2 separate regions of the Sus scrofa genome follow, and region 1 is linked to region 2. The links are chromatin contacts, called in public HiChIP or PLAC-seq maps. All regions are on one chromosome and are shown on one strand. Each heading gives the region's core, a stretch centred on a gene start, on an enhancer-like site or on the middle of the called end of the contact. The rest is flanking DNA. Distances are from core to core; before and after follow the strand shown. Region 1 holds the start of EMILIN2 (EMILIN-2). Region 2 holds the start of TGIF1 (TGFB induced factor homeobox 1).

What was found. HiChIP or PLAC-seq counts read pairs in DNA pulled down with a chosen protein or histone mark.
Region 1: a contact with region 2 is called in an H3K27ac HiChIP or PLAC-seq map of alveolar macrophages. The contact joins the promoter of EMILIN2 here to the promoter of TGIF1 in region 2. A contact is called at or near these places in 2 of 2 datasets of contacts at active chromatin or transcription factors (alveolar macrophages and skeletal muscle).

What each region holds. Positions count from the first base shown.
Region 1 is chr6:103,785,034-103,791,494 of Sscrofa11.1, forward strand. EMILIN2 (EMILIN-2) reads right to left here and starts at 1,888. Exons shown (of 8, transcript XM_021096135.1): 1 at 1,554-1,888; 2 at 931-1,053. The coding sequence starts at 1,687.
Region 2 is chr6:103,231,093-103,236,761 of Sscrofa11.1, forward strand. It overlaps TGIF1 (TGFB induced factor homeobox 1), which reads right to left and starts at 3,364. Exons shown (of 4, transcript NM_001244289.1): 1 at 3,168-3,364; 2 at 2,732-2,916. The coding sequence starts at 2,747.

The DNA of each region.
Region 1 (6,461 bases), core at 638-3,137, 550 kb after region 2:
CGCACAAGTTCAGTCTGTCCCTTTGCTTCGCCAAAGACAGATCCGCCTACTGGCTATTCTTTGCTGTAAAGACAACTGTGCTCTAAGACAAACAACTTATTCTTAGGGGAAAACAATTAATTTCAACCATCACATGTGTTTCCCCACCAGCCGTTTATTCACATCGGCTCATCCTCTGATATCTGACTTACACAAAGACACAAAGACTTGCCTCATGACAACTGAACGAGTGTGATGTATGGAACAAAATCTGTGCTCTCCATTGCTTTGCTTCCTCTTTGTTTCTGTTTTGTTTTGTTTTTAATGGTAAAATCTTTATAAGCAAAAAGATTAATTCTTTCCCTGGTCTTTAAGGACCATTCTCTCCTGATAACCACTCAGCTGAATCCCCCCCAAATCTAACTTGTAAAAACAGCACATTTTCAAGCAAGTTGTTGCTGGGACTTGACTTTAGAGATCCCAACACCTGGAAGAGGTCAGTTTTATGGGGACATTTGGACAAAACTCGCCTCTTTTAGAACACTGGTTAAAGCAAACCCTCAGCTAATCCTACTTGTACAAGTTTTAGCAGTATACATTTTGGAATCTTCTCTGTGCCCCAGAACACGCAATATGGATGTAATTAGGTCCAGCTGCCTTATGTTAGCAATAAAATTGAAAGAGAGAGAGAAAGAGAGAAGTGGGGGTGGGGGGCTTTGTTGGTCCCCTCCTATGCTCAGCAATCGCAAGCTCGCAAGGCAGGCGCATCCCTGACGCTCGCTCCAGGCGGCACACGCTCCTTAAACACCCCATCGTGCCTGGTACCCCAGTCGGCGCTCAAACTTTTCAGCGGAAGTTTTTCAACCACTGGAAGAGATTTGCTGAGCGGCTGGAGCCCAGCGCTCTGACCCCACCCCCACCCACCCCCGCGGCCCTGGCTCCGCGACTTACACGAGCGCGGACGGACAGGGCATCTGGTTCCAGGCACAGTTGTACTGAGCCTGAATAAAACTCTCGCTTCCCTCCAGCACCGAGCAGCTCACGTTCTTGTTCACGATGTACGCGCACCAGTTCCTGGGGTGAAAGAAAGGGAGAAGGGCACGGTGTAAACCTGAACAGAGAGGCTGGGGGAGACCTGACGAGCCTACAGGGCGTCTGGGATACCCTGGTCCCGGCGGGCAGAGGCGGGCGCTCGACCAGCAGATATCTAGAGGGTGCGCGGGTGCGCCTTTGGATAGCGTGAACCTGTACCCGACAAAAGACAGAGGCAAAAAGAGCCCTTAAGGTCCCAGCGACTCCAGTAATTCCTGGGGGGGGGGTAGTTTCCTGATCGCCCTGTTCTTTGGGACCCGCCCTGCGCCCCAAGCCCCAGGCAGCCCTGCGGGAGGCAAGGGAGAAGTCGCTGGGGGCGCCCGGCGTAGCCCCTGGAGCGCGCGGCCACCGAGGAGGAGGCACCACCCCGGCAGGCGGAGGGGGACCCCGGCTGCAGCTCATGGCCTCAGCAGGGCAGAGTCGGGAGGGGTAGGTGGAGGGAGCCTCGCCGTCCTGGGGGAGAGGCGAGGCCGCGCACTTACTTGTTCCTGGCGCTGGGCCTCACGGGGTGCCTGAGCTGCGGGCCGGCGTGGCACAGTCCCGCGCCGCCGAGGGCCAGAAGCGCCAGCGCCCAACGCCAGGGCGCGCGGGGCCGAGCCCGTGTCCTCTGCCACATTCTGCGCGCGGGGCGCGCCCCGCCGGCGGGATACGGAGAGAGGGTCGGGGCAAGCGCCGGGAGGCTGCGGGCGGCCGGGGCGCGGCCCGAAAAGGCAGGAGGCTCGGGCGCTGCGCCGCGCCCCACCCGCGCTCCGCGGCCGCCCCCTCCGGTTTCTTGCTCCCCCTTCTCTTTCTCCACCCCGTGCGCCCGCGCTTCTTCTCGGTCCCTCAATGACGCACAGGTCCCCCCGGTGCCGCCCTTTTTATTTCACTTCCCCCTCCGAAACGTGACTCTCCTTCCAGCGCGTCCGTCTCCAGTCCTCTTGCCGCTCGGCAGGGGGTTTGGGGTGAAAAGGCCACAGGGTTTGGGGAAAGGGTCTCCGTTACAGAATTTCCAATTACTCATTCCTTTGGTCTCTTCCCAGAATCGGGGCAACTTCCCCTCCCACCTTCCAGCGGGCGCGCCCCGGCCCCTCGGGAAGCGGCCGCAGTCAGCGAGTCTGGCGGTCCTCACGTCGTGCCTGGGTGCCGGCTTCCCGGGGCGAATGAGGGACATTTTTATCAGTTCTTTATCGGACTCGACTCGGGTTTCCTCTGGCAAGACGCGCGGCCATTCCTCCACGTCTGAACTTAGGAGGGGTTAGGAGAAATGAACGCGGGTCCTCTTCTCTTTCTTTCCCTTACGCATCCATTTAACACTAGTTGCCTCGTCAACATGCAGGGCAGCAGGGGACACTGGAAGCGACACTAACCAACAGGTTCTAAAGCACAACATCAGACTAATATACACTACACTGGTTTTGGCAAGGTAACCTCCCAGCCTCTCCTTCTGATGTCCTTTTCTGAACTTTTCCTACCAACGTTAAAAGCATTTTCTCCACAATAATCGCCTTTGCTTTGAAACAGTTCAGGCACTGCTAGATGTCTTTTCACTTGCTTGCATATTTTCTGGCTATTTTCGAGTTACACGAACTTTACAAATTTCTTTTGGGGATGAATCAAGTCTACCAAAGAACCTTACCTAAAATCCCCACCAGAATGTTGTACTCTCCTGGGCAGAGAGAACTCTGTATTTAAGTTAACCTGCTGCGTCTAATGAACTGAGGTGAGGTTATTTGCAGATTGCATAGATTAACTGCAATATCTGTGAACTTAAAGGATGCTGTTGGCTGTGAATTGTAACATGGACAATAAAGCTTTACTGTAACTAAATGAAACCTTTGGTCCATTTCATTTCTAGTATGCTTTGATGTTGTTGAACCTTTTGATTTGCAAATAGAAGAAAGAAAATTCCCTAAGTAGACACTTCACAAAAGCTGAGCAGAAAAATATACCATGTAAGGACATAGACTGTCTGAGAACTCTCTAAATGGGAGATCATGCAAATAATGGGATGACATGACCTCAGCCTTCAAAAGAGCCATCCACCCTGCGCGGAAAGCAACAGGAAGGGATAAAAAGCTGTCTTGCATAACCCAACCCCTAACTTTCTGTGTGACTTCCCTATTCTCCCCATCCGAACCCCATTTTGTCGGTGAAGTGTCACAGGAAGAAGCAGAGCACAGAAATGAAAGAAAAGAAAATGGAGAAAACACACAAGCTGTGTGTGTCTACAGCTGACAGCTAAAAACCACAACTTCTCTTCCATATCGGTAAATCTCAAATTTGAGACTCAGTAAAATTGATCAATCCACATCTAGTTTTTTCACTGAGTCAGAGTTATAGCAGGAAGCTGTCTTCAAGTCCAAGAGTTGGAGGACAAGCTTTTCATTGAAGGGACCACTATACTCTATTTATAATCAGCTGTAAATGGCATTTTCAGCAAGTAAGTATTATTCTGAGAATCTGTTCCATGCTTGGCACTGTGGAAAAATAATGAGGAGTCATGGATGAGCCAAGAGTGATGTGGGATCTGTGTTTACAGAGCTTTCAGGCATTCCTGGGTGATGAAGGGTGTAACTTTTCTGATGGTCAGATAAGTGAGACAGTATTTGTCTCCTGTATCTCTTTAGATATATCTCATTTTTACCCGGTATGGGGCTGCTCTGGGAAGATGGAAGACTTAAGGCCAAGCTCTCAAAAGGCCCTCTTCCTTTTTCTTCTCTAGCCAGAGGAAGGGACCCTTCAGACTCTGGAAACAGAGCCTTCCAGAAGAAGCAAAGCAGGGAGTTCCCATTGTGGCTCAATGGGTTAAAACCCAACCAGTATCCACAAGGATGTGGGTCTGATCCCTGGCCATGCTCAGTGGGTTAAGGATCCAGCACTGTTGAGAGCTATGGTGTAGTTTGCAAATATGGCTCAGATCTGGCCTTGCTGTGGCTGTGGTGTAGGCCAGCAGCTGCAGCTCCGATTTGACTCCTAGCCTGGGAACCTCCATATGCTGTGGCATGGCCTGAAAAATCAGGGGAAAAAAATCACTTCAGAAGAAGCAGGGCAGAGGGAGGCTTCCAGAAGATACAGCATCGAAGAACATCAAGAAACAGTCTAGGAGTTCCCGTTGTGGCTCAGTGGTTAACGAATCCAACTAGGAACCATGAGGTTGCAAGTTCGATCCCTGGTCTTGCTCAGTGGGTTAAGGATCCAGCATCACCATGAGCTGTGGTGTAGGCTGCAGACGCGGCTCAGATCTCGTGTTGCTGTGGCTCTGGCATAAGCTAGTGGCTATAGCTCCGATTAAACCCCCAGCCTGGGAACCTCCATATGCCACGGGCACAGCCCAAGAAATGGCAAAAAGACAAAAAAAAAAAAAAAGAAAAAGAAACAGTCTAGGGGAGTTCTCCTTGTAACTCAGCAGTAATAAACCCAACCAGTATCCATGAGGATATGGGTTCCATCCCCGATCCTGCTCAGTGGGTTAAGGATCTGGCATTGCTGTGAGTTGTGCTGTAGGTCACACACACACACCCAAAAACCAAAAAGAAGCAATCTAGGAGTTCCTAGACTTAGTGGGTTAAGGATCTGGCATTGCCGCTGCTGTGGCTCAAGGGTGATTGAACCCTGGCCCAGGAACTTCTGCATGTCGTGGGCGAGTTCAAAAAAAAAAAGAAAGAAACAATGTAATAGGGCAGACCATCTGGTCCTAGCCATAAGCAATACAGTGGACATAATTGGCAGAATGCTGCAAGTGTGAATTCTTTATAACCCACCAACTTCCTCAGATAAGCACTTGAAAACTGTCCATTTCCTGTAACAACCTGAAGGAATTTCTTCTGCTTTTAAAGTAAAAGTGCCCCAATAATAATTTATATTCTTGATTGTGTTGCTAATTTACTGAGCCCAACTTGGGTCTGCTCCCCTGATGAGCAGCAAAGCCAACCTCCTGAGCCTGGGTTTTGGTGAAGGAAAGTGCACAGCATTTATTGCAGGGCACTGAGCAAGGAGAATGGGGCAGCTCTGGCTCAAGAAGCCCCAACTCCCCTTTGGCTTTCAGCTAAGGGTTTTAAAGGCAACATTTGGGGTAAGGGTTGCAGGATGTGTGATTAGCCCATGGACTTTCTTTTGGCTGGCTGGTGAGGTAACAGGGTGATGTTTCAGTAATCTTAATCATCAACATTCTGGTTCCCAGCAGTCCAGGGTCTACGTGCTTGTGGTCAGCATCCTCCACCTGGGTTGGGAGGTCTTAGTTTCTGCAGAATAACTCAAAGGTATGCGTCGCTCGCTGTATATGACCATGACTTGACGAACTAGGACTCTGTTTTATCGCCCAACTATTGTTTAAGCTATCATTACTTTTCTTGCTTGAATGCTTTTCTTTTGTTTCTGCATTCTCTCATTTCTCTAATTAGTAACTACTTGAGTCTGCTCTTTGGAACTTGGGGAAGACATAGACCAAAGCTTTTTTCCTCTATAAACAAGGAATAATGAACACAGAGGGGTTTTTGTACACAGGAGGGCCCTGCAGGATCCTGCTTGGTTTTAATCCCTTCTTTTCTTTCCTTTTCCTTTCCTTTTCTTTTCTGATAGTTGCAACATTTATTTCAGGTTATCTCCCTTATTATTATTTTTTCTTTTTCTTTTTTGCCACACCTGCGGCATGTGGAAGTTCCTGAGCCAGGGATCAAACATGCACCACAGCAGCAACCTGAGCCACAGTGATGAAAATGCAGGAGCCTTAACCCACTAGGCCACCAGAGAACTACCCACCCCTTTATTGATATGCCTCAGTCCTGAGGAGAATAGGGGTGGGACAAGAAAGAGAATAAGATTTTGGATAGAGAGGATAATCATGAACTCAGTTTTAGAAGGGGCTAAGTCTCATTATCTAAAGCAAAAATGCCGAATAGTACTACTTCATAAAATTCATTCTCTCATATTGGTCATGATAAAAGATCCCACCAGGATCTGTACTTGGAGGGTATTTCTCAGGAAGCAGTGACCATTCTGGGCTCCTAGTACATATACCCAGACTCACTTCAGCTGCCTGGTGAAGAAGAATGGGTGATCATTACAGAGGCAGCAGGGGGTTCACCTCCCCCTACACTATCGATAGCCATCTGGGCATAAGACTTGTGATCAAGATGAACAGATTTGCATCTAGGATGTGGTCAAGAGTTCTAAGACTTAGCCTGGGCGTCCACTCTACTCATTCCTCATCTTTGCTTTCCAGAACTGAAAAAAATTTCTCCTCTCATTTTGGGGTGTACTTTTAGGTGTCTTAAATTCTTCTTTGCAATGTTTACTGATGATGAAAAAAGAAAGCCCTTGAAGATTAGCTGTCTCAAATAAATTTTGATTACACAGCATTTCTAATATAATACCCCCTGAGAAAATGTCTTAATGCATTCTTAAGTTAC
Region 2 (5,669 bases), core at 2,114-4,613:
GCATCCCAGTGCCCTAAAAAGCCATCTTTTGGGGGGGGGGTGTCTAAATAGGAACGGGGGGAGGGGCAGAGCCTCGGGGGAGGGCCAGAGAGAGTCGTTGTTAAATTGGACTAAACAAAAAAAATCTGGACAAGGCTAGAAAAGGACCTAGGAATAAGAATAACCGTAGGTAACGCTTAAGTGTAGAGTTAGGGGAAAAGCAAACCTAAGAAGTTTCCTGATCAGAAAGAACATATCAGGAGAAGCGCCAGGAACCGTGCTCAACACCCCAGGCACTGAATCTAAGGAGTGCCGAGCTGAACCCAGAATTTAGCAATTCCAAAGCAAGAATTTTCCACACAGTCAGAAACCGGGAGGAAAGAGATTAGGGGATTTTCCTCAACGCATCTTCCGCTGGTCTGCAAGTCCTATGGGGAGATTTCTTTGGCATCCTCGGTCTCTTAAGACGAGACACTATTAAACCAGTCTCACCAAACCACAGGCTCCGCGATTGCGTTTTAAGTGCTTTTGTTTTCGACAAAACTTGAAAAGACTTTCACAGACTTTTACAAAATTGACAAGACAATGGTCCAACCAGACGAGCCAGGAGGCCCAGATCTCTTCCGGAGCCCTAGCGGAGGCCACTCGGCTGAAGACCCCCAGGTGGCTGGAGGCCGGGATGGGGCGGGGCGGGGGCCCGCCGGGCCGCGGGGAGGGAGGAGCCCGGCCCGGCCGGCCCCGGAGCTTTTGTTCCGCCAACTCCTCGGCCCCCGCTGAAATTGCCCCGCGACTGCACGCGTTCGCGCTACCCCAGGCCTCCAAGTTTCAGATTACAAGAAACTAGAATCTCAACCTCCAGAGGGGCCTGCCCACCCGCAGAGGACTTGCCAGGAAAACCTAAAAAGGGAAAGAAACCCGGACAACCTCAGCAGTCTCAGCTCCCCCGCACCGGCTCTGAACCAGTCGCAAAGTTTCCCCTCCAACACGTCACCTTTCATTGTTTCCATGAGTCCGCGCGCAGTAGCAGGACCTCGCGCCCCGGGGCAGCGCGCCCTGAACATTCCCCAGGGGCCCCGGGTTCCCGCCACATCCCTCTGCTGGGGGGAGAGCGCCAGAGGAGGCACGGGGGGCGGGTGGAGGGCAAGGGGCCACGGGGAGGGTACCCGAGAGCCTTGGGGGTGGTCGGGGGGGATAACTATTGCCTCCCCCGCCGGAGCCCAAACAATGAGGGAGCCCGCCCCGGCGCAAGCCCAGCTCTGGCCTCGGATCACAGGAGGCGCTCGTCATAAACAAGCCCTCAACTTATCCCGTCAGTTCCGCCACGAGGGAGGGAATGCCTTCCAGTGACGATCTGGACCTGTCAGTCCTCCACGAGTTGCCAGGGCCTCCCGAGGCCACCGGGGCGCTCCCCGCGCGCGTTTTCTCACCGAGCTCAGTTAAACGTCCAAACCCGCGCTCGCTCTCACGGTCCCCAGGGAGGGAACGGAAGGAGTTAGTTCCACTACAACTCCCCAATGCCCCGGGGTGGACCTTTCGTTCCACTCTCTCCCGGGAAGCAGGAGGTGGGGAGTTGGGCGCGTTACAAAGTCACTAGCCCAGAATCAAATTAACAGAAATTCAAGGTGAAAGCGTGGCCGTAGGAACCCTCTAGGGTTCGACGCTGCCCCACTAACATGAGTGTTTCAATTGTATTTGCAGGACGAGTCTGTAAGAATGTGCAGCTAGAAAAACTCCAGCCGCTGCTGGGCATGCGCAGTAGCGCCACCCCACCCCGCCCGCGCTGGCTTCCCCGAGCGATTAACTTCTGTTTTGAACCACTCGACATAAATCACAACAGAAAAGCCAACTCCAGCCCACGGCGGAAGGTTTGGGGGAACCTCCCAATCAGGGACTCAAAAGTTAACTTCAAAAGGGAGTTAACATCCTTTGACCTTTCGTGGTGGTGGGTTCCCTCCCCCCCTTTTTTTTCCTGTGTATTTTGTTTTTAAATCTGACTGACGGCAACTTTTAGTTGTAAGGCTGCCAGAGCGCTCGGTGGAAACAATGACAGGCTCACTCTTTGCATGTCACACTTGGACTCATTCTGACTGCACGCTGCTTGCCCTCAGTGCTAACTCTTCCTCTTGCCCCAAATTCAACGTGGGAAAACTTTTAAGAGTCTGGGAATCCTGAAAGGTCTAGTTTTCCAAAGGTACCGACACCTCGGAGCGATCTTGGGTCCAGAGTTGCATTCCTCCGATTGTGAAAACGCCCCATCCCTGGAGTAGAGCGGGCCCGGCCGGGAGTGAGTGGGGCCCAGGAGCCCAACTTTCAAACAAAGGCGCCTCGGCTCCAACGTCCGGACCACCCCGGGTCCTGTCCTGGAAAAGCCGGGCGGAGGTGCTCCCGACCCGAACCCCACTCCCCTGCCCGCGAGAAAGAGCGAAAAGCCACGCGGCGGTTCTGCGGAGTGTGGGGTATCGGCGGAGACAATGAAACTTGGAGGAGCACAAACAAGGCGGTGCGCGTGTTTTTTGACAACGTGCCAGCAGCGTGGAGAGGCCCGTCTCCCCACAACAGCCCCTCGTGTTGTGTCTAGAAGGAAAGGAGCAACTGCCATTTCAGACGCAGCCTCAACAAAGACGACGGTCGCCGCTGAGGCCGGCGAGCCACTGGGGCGGAAAAGTCCACCAAGTCACTATCGCCCCAAGCCCAGGGCCGCCCCGCGAGCACGTTTCCCCGGGACCCGCGCCCGCAGCCCGTGGAGCCTCACCTTTCTTGCTTTTCATTCTGGAGCTCCCCTTCCAGCGCGAGGCAGCGCTGGGGTCTCGAGGGGCCAGGAGCGGGGGTGGAGGGGCCAAGCGATTGTCCTCCTTCCTGGCCGACTCTCCCGTAACTTGTAGGACGCGCTCCAGCCGTTATTGCTAAACAAGGCGCTCCGATCCCAGGCGCCCGCTCCTTGGGTGGAATTCAAGTGACACTTGGGCTTCCTCCGGCCGGGATCTTCTGGCAGCCGGCCGGGGTCTCTCCCTCGCCCAACTCGCTCCCCTCCCCACTCCGCTCCTTTGTTCCCCGCTCCTGCTCGGCGCACCTCAGCGCTGTCAGAGTGAGCGAGGCGAGGAGGGAAGGTACAGGAGGTCCTGCCTCCGCCCCCAGCCGCCCGCCCCGTCCCCCGCCCGCCCGGCCGCTCCTCCGCCCCTCCCCCGCACCTTCCAGCCGGAGAGGACGGCACCGAGCGCCGCCGCAGCCGCGCCGCCTCACTCCGCGCCCCCAGGCCGCTGTCACTCGTCCCTCGTGGGGGTGGCGGAGCCCAGAAACGTGATCTGGTCTCCCTGCTGCGCGCACGCCGCCTGCCCCGGCAGCGGCGGCGACACCAGCCGAGCGCCGCGAGTTTCTCCTGTGGGCCTTTCTTCCCGGGGCTGGGGAGGGTGCGTTTGGTTTGGTTTGGTTTGGTTACGAAATTGCAACAGATGGGAAAAAGGCCGTCCCCTCCTCCACCCCGGGGAAGAAAAGGCTCCTTTCGTTTTTGACAGCTGCCTCAACTCCACGGTCCCAGCTCTAGCCGCAGGAGAAGACAGCGGCTGCTGATTCAAGGGGCGGAGCTCCGTAGGAAAAGTATTCGGGACAAGAACCAACTTCTTCCAGAATGCGCGGCTGCCATTGACACGCGGGCGCGGCGCGGCGCACCCTTCTCCTCCCGGGGCTCTTCCTCCAACTGCTACGGGGGAGGGGGGGCGAGGGGGGAGGATGAGACACAGACACCCCAGGCTAAAGTCTGTTCCTCCCGGCTAAAGCTGCGAGTTCCGGACTGGATTGTAAGGCAGTTTCGAAATCTAACACGTTGCGGACAGACACTTGTCATGCTCACATGCTCTTTAAAAGTCTCTGCCTGGGGACGGCCCGGACGCTCCGCCTGCCCGGCTGAGACTCGGCCGGACACTCCGGGCCCAGGCAGCTGCCGCCTCTATGTGAAGGGGGCTACCACACCCTGGGCTGCTCATCTGTTTCGGTAAAGAGTCTACTTTTTATGACTTAAATCCTGCTGGGCCCCCACCCCCCATTTCAAACAGAAACTAACCATTAAGTAAACATGTGTTCCCGTTGGCTTATTTTGGTTGAGAGTCGAGAGAACTCCAACAAGAGTTCCTAGATGAAATAACCCTTTAAAAAGACCGGATGCTGTCTGGACGATTTCAAGAAACGCAAGCAAGCCCCCTCCCCTCCCTCTCCTCTGGGTGCAGTTTTCGCGAGTGTCTGTGCCGTTGTTTTGAAGTAAATGAACTGTCACATGCCACACTAAGACCTTCCCCATCACTTAAAAACAACAACAACAACAACAAAAAACCCCAAACATAAATAAACCTAGTAAGACATCAGCGCCCAAGCCTGTCTCCAGTTTCTGCTCTGTGCTGTTTTTGTTTTGTAACCTCGATGGAGAACCCAGCAGTAGCTCCGGGGAAATAAGGTTCAGCCCAAGGAGGAATGAAGCAGCCAAACGATGACTAACTAGACTTTGGAGCCTCTGTTTTAGGATTACACTGAAAATTAGAGCCAGTCACCCACCCACGCACCCTCCCCAAAAAAGACACCCCCGACCGGAGAGTGAATTAAGGCCAGAGTTTACAAAGCCTGGGTGGTTTTTCCAATTACAGGACTTAAAATGAATAAACAAGGAAAAAAGTCACTCTTAAGAAGGCAGCAACCTTACAGTTTTGTTTTTTTCCTGTGGTATGCCGACTGCTCGGCACCTAAGAGAACACATCTAAAATGGCAAAAGGAGAAACAAGGTCCTGGGGGAAACCACCAGCCCGGAGGCTCCCCTGCAACTTGCTGGAGCGCAGTTCCTTCCCGGCCTGGCTAGAGATGAATCAGCCGCTGCGCCGGAGCGCAAGACAGATGTAGGGCGGGAGGGGGCCGCCCGTTAGCGGGCCGCTAGCTTCTCGCATTTGAAGGGTTGGCTGTGGCCGGGATTGGTGGCTCACGTCCGCTGGGGACGGAAGAAGGGGGAGGAGGGATGAAGGAGGAGGAGCCCGGGAGGCCGACGCTGCGACTCAGCGGTCTGAGTGGCAGGAGCCTCGTCTGGAGCCCGGGCGGTTACTGGGGAGACGCTTTGTTTGCTAACTTCGAAAGCCGCTCAGGCTGCCTGGGCCGCTTTCGAAGCCACTCAACAAAACACGCCTTCGGGTCGGCTTCATCCAACCCCCGGTCGCTTTCCCCCGCTCGAGACAAACTCGTTTCCTTCTTCCGCGTGGTTCTCCGACGCCGCGCGGTGGCTCTCATTATGTACACAAAGGTATCTTTCCCTTCGTCTACGTGAACATTGGCGAATGACTGCAGGTCTCAGGCAACCGGGATGGAAATCTAGGGTTGAAGTGAGTTTATAGCTAGAAAACAAACTTTACAGCGGTAGGGGGAGGGGCGCAGAGAATAAAAGGCTCTTCCAAATGGCGAGGAGGAAAAAAGTGGAACTTTCATCTCTTGCTGGAGGTCTGGTTGGACCCGGGCAATGCTAATTCTTTGCTCGAGCCAATCTTAGAAGCAGTCATTTTAGCAGGCGAGGTGCTCCAGAGAGGTATCGTTCTGCGTGATGCCCCCCCCCCCGTAGATGTCCCCTCCTGCACCCCCAAGGCCCGTTCCAAACTTGTTTGAAGCTTTGGATTGTTGTTGCAGAAACTCAGAAGAAAGTGCCTGCACTCTGGCGAGGAAGACAA